2 separate regions of the Hordeum vulgare genome follow, and region 2 is linked to region 1. Evidence: chromatin contacts called from public Hi-C data. All regions are on one chromosome and are shown on one strand. The core of a region is the stretch at or near the end of the contact, and the rest is flanking DNA. Distances in the headings are between cores, read along the strand shown. Region 1 holds the start of LOC123407096 (pre-rRNA-processing protein TSR1 homolog). Region 2 holds the start of LOC123407284.

Region 1 (3,631 bases), core at 783-3,282:
TGGAAGATCCTGATAATATTAAAGAATTAAATTGGTACTCGCAAGATAGCGCTTTGAGTGAGAAAAGCTCGGTATGGCAAACTTACACGAATGAAAACAGCTGTACTAGGTAAGCCCACGGCTCGAAGAACAGATAGACATTGTGATCCAAACTCATCAACCGGATTGCCTGAATCGCTGTTGTATAATGAATTTGCCGACACTACGAATGCTAACAAATCAGCAACCTAGGTAGGAAGATACAATTTGCATGTTCGATATTAGAGTTAAGAAATTCCAAAGAAACATGATTGTGCCATACTGAGTTTGGCCGAAGAGCATACCTTTGCCAGTTCCATGCATGAGGTGAGATCGCCATATGGTGCTTGCAGTACCTTAACAAATATCATGAATATAAAATAATGAAATTGACTAACTAAATTTGATAAACAGAAAATACTAAACAGTAAAATTAACGCAAGTACATATGTAATGAGAATTATGTGCAGCCCAGTCATGGCCAGACATACAGCAAAATGATGCAAGAATAGGCACAAAATGGAATGGTTGAAAATAAATGTTTGCATTATGTACCAGGCATCTTTATTACTCTATTCCTACTGAACTAACCGTGGTTCGAAGTTTATAGGCAGGAGAGGCAACGGTGTTGGAAGTCAGTTTCTCATCTCCTCCTGCTGCAAATGTCAAAAGATCTTCTGCAAGTGGTCCAACATTTGCAGATGAGGAAAGGCCACAAAGAACCTGCAATAACCAGAGATTAGATTATATCTATTGTGTGACAGCAAGAAACAATAAAATAGGCCAATAGTGTAGGACAACGAGAGCAAATATCAAGAATACTAACAATAATACGGGGTGCACTCGAGGAGCCATTAGATGACCTCTTCTCCTTTAGCAAGGCTGCGCGTTTCTGATCACGAATCTGCGACCCAAGTTAAAAATATTTCAGGGAATAGGATAAGAATGGAAAATGATGATAGTAATGATCAAACTCTTTAAACATCAAATCGATGAAAATCCAACAGAAAACATATCCAACAACATAATAGAATTCATTTGGATGACAGACACGTAGCTTAAAAATAATACACAGTGAACGAAGATAATGTGCAGTTGAAATGAATTTTGTGAGGCTGCCCTTAATCTAGAAAGAACAGAGAAAGGTTGGAAGAAGAGAAGTTGATTAAATTTTAAGCCAAAGCAAATTTTATCAATTAAATATTCTTTACACGGCACGAGCCCCTACTGCTTGTTGGCAGAAGAAACATTTGAGCTCAACCAAAACAATTTATACAAATTGAAGCAATCTAATAGGCAAAATGCAGAAGGTTACAGTTTCACCTTTGCAAAATTAAGCTTATAGTTAGTCAACAGAAATCTGGCTTCAAAATGGTCGAAACAGGACGGAGCTCAATGAAAGCGAACAAATTCTAGTACTTCACTTGCGCCTAGTATAATCGCTAGCAAGTACTACCAAACAGCATATACAGGATACGAACAATAGTCTAATAATAAAAGAAAAAATGTAATCATGCAGGGCCTCAAATTTCGTCAGGTCTATCATATAGCCGAAGCTTGACCATCGCAGCTAAAGCACAAAAGGGGGCAGCTCGCTGAGCTAGAGCGTCTCACCGCTTTGCTGTGCTGGAGACGCGCCGCACGGGCGCCCTTGACTGCGGCGCGGTGGCTGCCCACCGGCTTCCCGCTCCTGACCTTATCTGCGGACACAGCAGCACCCGGCAGAAGTGAGATTTGCCGTTTTAAAGACGGGAAAAGCGATGTGCAAAACGTAGGGAGCTCGCGAGAGAGGGAGAAGCAGGAGTCTAGCTGTGCTGTACCGATCTTGTGCGAGTGGCGGGAGGCCTTCGAGGCGAAGCGCGTCTTGTGCGCCTTGTTGACCTGCGAGCGAGCGCCGCCCATCTCGCCGGCGGCGGGGCAGGTGGTGGGCGCGTTGGGGTTTAGGGCTTGGGTTGCTGTGGCGGCGCGCACGAGAGGTTGAGCTCTCCGTCGTTGCCTGCTGGTTTTGTTTTGCCAGAGAAGATATTGGGCCTGTCGTGGGCCACTTTTTTGGGCGAACACGGAGCTCGCGAGAGAGGGAGAAGCAGGAGTCTAGACAGTAAGGGCCTCTCTTTGGGACTACTACACTCCATCAAAATCAGTTCCGCTCCATCAAATTCACTTTAAAGCAGTTTCATATAGAAGTTGCAACCATTTTAAAAGAATGTTTGGCTCTCATTTAGCTCCAGCTTTACGGATGGAAAATTTGGTGAAAAGGATCTATTTGATTGGATGAGAGATAAGAAACGAATGGGTATCCACTTACTGATGGCAGTGGTGGGTAATTTTCTTCCAACTCCAGCTTCTATAATTTTATGGAGCATCTCCTAGGGAGCTTCACAAAAAACAAGGAGTTGGACCCGAGATTCTAGTTTTTTTTAGAGCGGTATATCGTGGAGCTACCCCGTTTGGCTTAAGTTTTCTAGAGCGGAGCTGAATTTTCTGAAGCAGAGCAGTCCCAAACAGGCTCTAAACCGCGGTTTTCAGATTACGATAAACGTGTTTTAAACGTCTGTCTTGAGTTGCAGCCGAACAAATCCCTCAAATTTAAACTGTAAAATCAAATATTCATTTATAATTTTTTCTCTACTTTTTTTCTTTTTCTCGTCCGTGTTCATGATCACCTAGATCGCTCCTACGAAGTCGACGGACATCACACGAAGCGGCCAAATACGGAGCCACTAGCATCCACGACGGCTCTCACGAAGCGCTCGTCATCGTAGATGAGCTAGCTAGCTCCTCTGTTGCAGTAGCTAGCTCGAGTCGATCCAGGATCTAGCTAGCTAACTCCTCTATCATCGTAGCTAGCTCCTCCGTAGTTGCTCGAGTTCCGGGCGAGTTTCGTGGCGGAAGGTCAACGGAGCCCGTGTGCGTATGGTGGAATTCCCTTGTCGCGTAGAGTTGATCGGTTTTCAGGACACCCTCAGTTTTGCCTCAAAGACTGTAAATAAAGGGTCGTGGGGTGGATTCTCATGGGCGTGAAAGAAGTTTACAAGTTTGACCACTTTTATGGGATCTATTCAAGGTGTTTTTTGACACTGCGAAACTAAATACATTATTTTTATGGGTTTGATCACTTTTAAGGGTTGTGCAAGAGATGCTCTAAGACTACTCATAGTGGGGAGTAACATGAATGTTATTAATCTATGTTACTATCTTCTTCTCGGAAAAAAATGTATGTTACTACCGTTATATTGGAGAGTAACATATGTGTTGCGTCATGCAACACTTTATTTATTAACTTATCGATTCATCTTGTCTTGATATGTATGATGTTACTCATCTCATCATTAAATCATTGCTGCATAAGCAAATTTGCTGAGTTGGACCTTATGTTACTGTTAAAGTTACTCTCACTATAAGTAGTTTAAAGCCTAAAACGTAAAAGCACCCCAAGTCTCGCAACTTGTCTAAAACGTGATGATTTAGTACATGTTCGACAACGCTCCCGCAACCACCTTCTCCAAGATTGGAGTTGAGCCGAACAGCTCTGACTCCGTGGATTCTAATATTGAGAAGCGACTCGACCACATGGTGTAAAAACAGAGGAGTTGAGAAGTTGGCCTTTCCCAAC
Region 2 (3,631 bases), core at 701-3,200, 730 kb after region 1:
AACCTTTTTCAGATTTTTTAGCATTTAGAAATTTATTTAGCATCTCCGAGAGGCTACCAATTCGACCCTCAATACCTAAAAAGTTCCCGAAATCGTACTTTTTGTGCTCCAACGAAGTACCAATCACACCAGCACACGGCTAACATATAGACGATGCGTAGGAGGTCACTATCACAAACCGAAAATTTATAGCAATTTATTATTACTTGACTGAACTGTACGAATCTCTAAAAGTTTGCATAAACTGAGTACTCCCCGGGATGTTGACCACCTATATTTGGTTCATATGCTTAGTAACATGCTACTTGATTCAAGCTACACACGGTAACCAGTGTGTGCGACTGATGCTAAACCATAAAATGACAGGGATGGCACGACAATAAATGATATTCACTTAATTCTGAGCAATTTGCTCAAATCAGAAACGAATGAAAGAAACACGGTAAAGAAGGATCTCTATGAACATCATTTTGGTTTCTACAGAATGCATTGCATATCATATCACAGATTTAGCAAATAACCATAAATAATATAGAACATTATGGCCAGGATTGCACAGGGTGGCCGGCAATGGCCAAATGTGATGATGGTGCATGTTTACGGAGATGAGCTACTCGTACAATTGAGTGAGAGAAGAATAGAGTGCAGACCGAGATCCAGTGACCGGCATGTGGCCAGTCACACCGTAAGTGGAGGAAGCTAGCCGTTGGATGAAGGATGAACAGACGAGATCAAACACTGTACGTGAGTCACTGTAGTGCGTGCTATATGTGCGATTTCCTGTAGAAAATGTACTATAGTTTGAATACTGTTTACGAAGATCCATCCATTCGTCTTTGATCGGACTGTATAGAAAGGGTGCCAGGCACCGTACTGTTCACCGATGACTTGTCCACAGCAAGTCACCGGATCACAGTCCCTACAACCACCACCGCCCCACTCGTTCTTCACGTGTAAACTGAACTGTAAACTGAATGTACAAGTGTTTCGACAAACTAAATGGTAAGATGAGTACCACTTAAAAATGTAACATGTGTTAATTATTAAAAAATACAAGGGCTTTTATTATTAAGGTAAAGAAAAAGATATAGAAGATTTGGCGAAGGGCGATATCGTCCTTTTGACTATGAGGCTACAGTTCTTACAGTGAGGCTCCCAACTATGCTAGAAATAATCCAGATGCTCCCCGTCCCCGTTGCACAGCTGAGAAGATAAAAGCTTATATTTCTATGATTTTGCAGCACTTATATAGTCCTACCGTTGGGCACAGGTGTGAGACCAATACCTCCAACTCGGAGTGGTCGCCGCCGCCGCCAGGTACTATTTTCTTCAACTCAGATGCTGCAGTTTTTTTGGATTTAAATAGATCAGGTGTCGGGGTCGTTGCCAGGAACCATGAGGGACATTGTGTGGCTACATGTAGTGAACCAATTTTTGGTATTCTTGAGTCTTGAGATGGTAGAAGCAATTGTTATGCGAAGAGCAGTTTATTTGGCGCGTGATGAGCATTTCTCCGATGTTTTGTTGGCCTCGGATTGCTTGCCACTGGTGCAACGGTTGAATTCTTCTGTCCATGATCGATCTTTTATTGGTTTGGTTGTGGTTGATATCAAGTATGCGACAAGCGTCTTCGTTTCAGTGATGTTCAAACACGTTCGTCGGACATTTAAATGTAGCGGCACATTTGTTAGCTAAGTCATGTATGAACTCTGTTAGTCTAAGTGTTTCATTCTGCTTCGGATTGTATCCGAAAGACTCTTTGTAATATTGTCTAATTAATCAATAAAGTGCCGATGTTCTTTAAAAGAAAAAATCAAACCGCTTTTTTTCTGTTCGATTCCCACTCCACTCGGCGGATTCCACGCAGTTTCCTTCTCCCCTTTCCTTTGCAGACGTGGGCCCGCCGGACAGCCGCTTTCATCAGTCGGTCAGTCCTCCACTCCCCGCTCGCTCCTCACTCACTCGCTCACACTTCGCCTTCTTTCCCCATCCCCAGGCGGCGGCGGCCCCCTCGTTCCCACTCTCGCTCTCACAGGACAGCATCCAGAGTTCCAGACCTATAGCGGAGAGACGCTAGAGCGAGCGAGAGATGGGGGGGACGAGGAGCTGGAGCTCTCTGCTGGTGCACATTCTGGTGATCGCCCTCTGCCTCACCGCCTTCGGCTTCGCCATCGCCGCCGAGCGCCGCCGCAGCACGGTACGCGCGCCCTTCTCTCTGCCCGCCCCTGCTTCCTGCAAGTGCCCCCCAGCCGCCGCGCGCCTCTGGATCGGAGGGATCCCGAGAGGCCGGCCGTAGATTATCGGCGATTTTGTCTGAAGAACCGCCAAGGGTTCTTGGGTAGGACATTCCTGCCGTCGCTCGGTTACTCGGTTGGCGGAGAAAAAGCTAGATTAGGTTTTGTTTGAGCACGTACCTATCTGGGTTTGTTGATAGATGGGGTGAGCCCAGCCCAGATTTGTTAAAATCTGCTAGTACAGTACTACTCCCTTGTACCTAAATATAGTTCTCCCCAACTACAATTATTTAGGTACAGAGGTTGTATTTATTTATTTTGAAAGAAAAAATATCAAGTTTCTCATCTCTCACGAGTTAGTATCTGCTCTTGTGCTCAGCTGATGCACGAGCGTTCAGGTTCAACCGTTCACCGATCCGGGGAGAAACACGGAAAATTATAAGCTATACTTGCTGTTTGAGTGATGTGGATTTGATTGCTTTAGGATTTTGTTGTACTACTAGTATTTCGTTCAGACTGTAAAGATTTGAACCCAAATCGTCCCATCTCCAAACAAGTATGGTTTCTATATATTTGGCCTCTTTGATTCGCTGGATTCCAATGATAACGCAATAATAGGGAGGATTTAGGTGCAATATCATGCCCATTTGAATTTGCACCAAAAATTGTTCGTTTGCGGCCTCGAAAAAAAAGGAACCTAGTGAATTCAGAGAGCTTTTACAAGCTGAATGTAATCCGCGTGTTTGATCATTGTAAATGTTCTTTGTTCTAAAAAAAGGAACCTGCCCAAAAGGGTCGAGTTAACTGAAAATTCTTATGAATGTAGTGCAAATGAATCAGTTGGGAAAAATCTTGTTGGATGCAAACCTGCAAATCAAACGGCCCGCTGTCCATGTAGGTAGAACTCTACCCATCTCATCCTTAATGTTAATCTAGAAGGTACTAGTCAATCTGTTAATCATTGGTTCAAACCTAGATTCCTCTGTATTGAAATGATGTGTGTATATTTTGGCCGAGGCTTCGTGAGGTCTAGTCCACCATGTTCAAGGGCATCTACTTTAAGAAGATTTCTTATTTGGCCCATGGAGGAGCTAATCCGTGGATCTTGACGGAGAGGAAACGGGCTGGATTTGAATGGCAGATTGATCTTCCACTTCCGCAGAGTGGCATGAGAGATGCTTTCTGTACTTATAATCGGCTGATAATCTTATCAGTAGTAGTTAACTTTGAACAGTTTTCTTTCATTTGGTGATACCAAACAGTTGAAGTGTTTCTGTTTTTATTTACACATCAATTACTTTCTTATCACAACAGGGTTCGATAGTCACGGACATCAACAACTCCACATATTGCACTTACGACTCCGACATTTCTACTGGCTATGGTGTCGGTGCCTT

Evidence for each region. A called contact is a pair of places that touch in the nucleus more often than the background predicts.
Region 2: a contact with region 1 is called in a Hi-C map of seedling, with 3 times the contacts expected there. The contact joins the promoter of LOC123407284 here to the promoter of LOC123407096 in region 1. A contact is called at or near these places in 2 of 6 Hi-C or Micro-C datasets (leaf and seedling) and 1 of 1 datasets of contacts at active chromatin or transcription factors (embryo).

Annotation. Positions count from the first base shown.
Region 1 is chr7H:482,756,324-482,759,954 of MorexV3_pseudomolecules_assembly, forward strand. It overlaps LOC123407096 (pre-rRNA-processing protein TSR1 homolog), which reads right to left and starts at 2,033. Exons shown (of 21, transcript XM_045100140.1): 1 at 1,839-2,033; 2 at 1,633-1,718; 3 at 845-922; 4 at 610-741; 5 at 324-374; 6 at 87-227; 7 at 1-9. The coding sequence starts at 1,920.
Region 2 is chr7H:483,482,512-483,486,142 of MorexV3_pseudomolecules_assembly, forward strand. It overlaps LOC123407284, which reads left to right and starts at 1,951. Exons shown (of 3, transcript XM_045100389.1): 1 at 1,951-2,197; 2 at 3,549-3,631. The coding sequence starts at 2,090.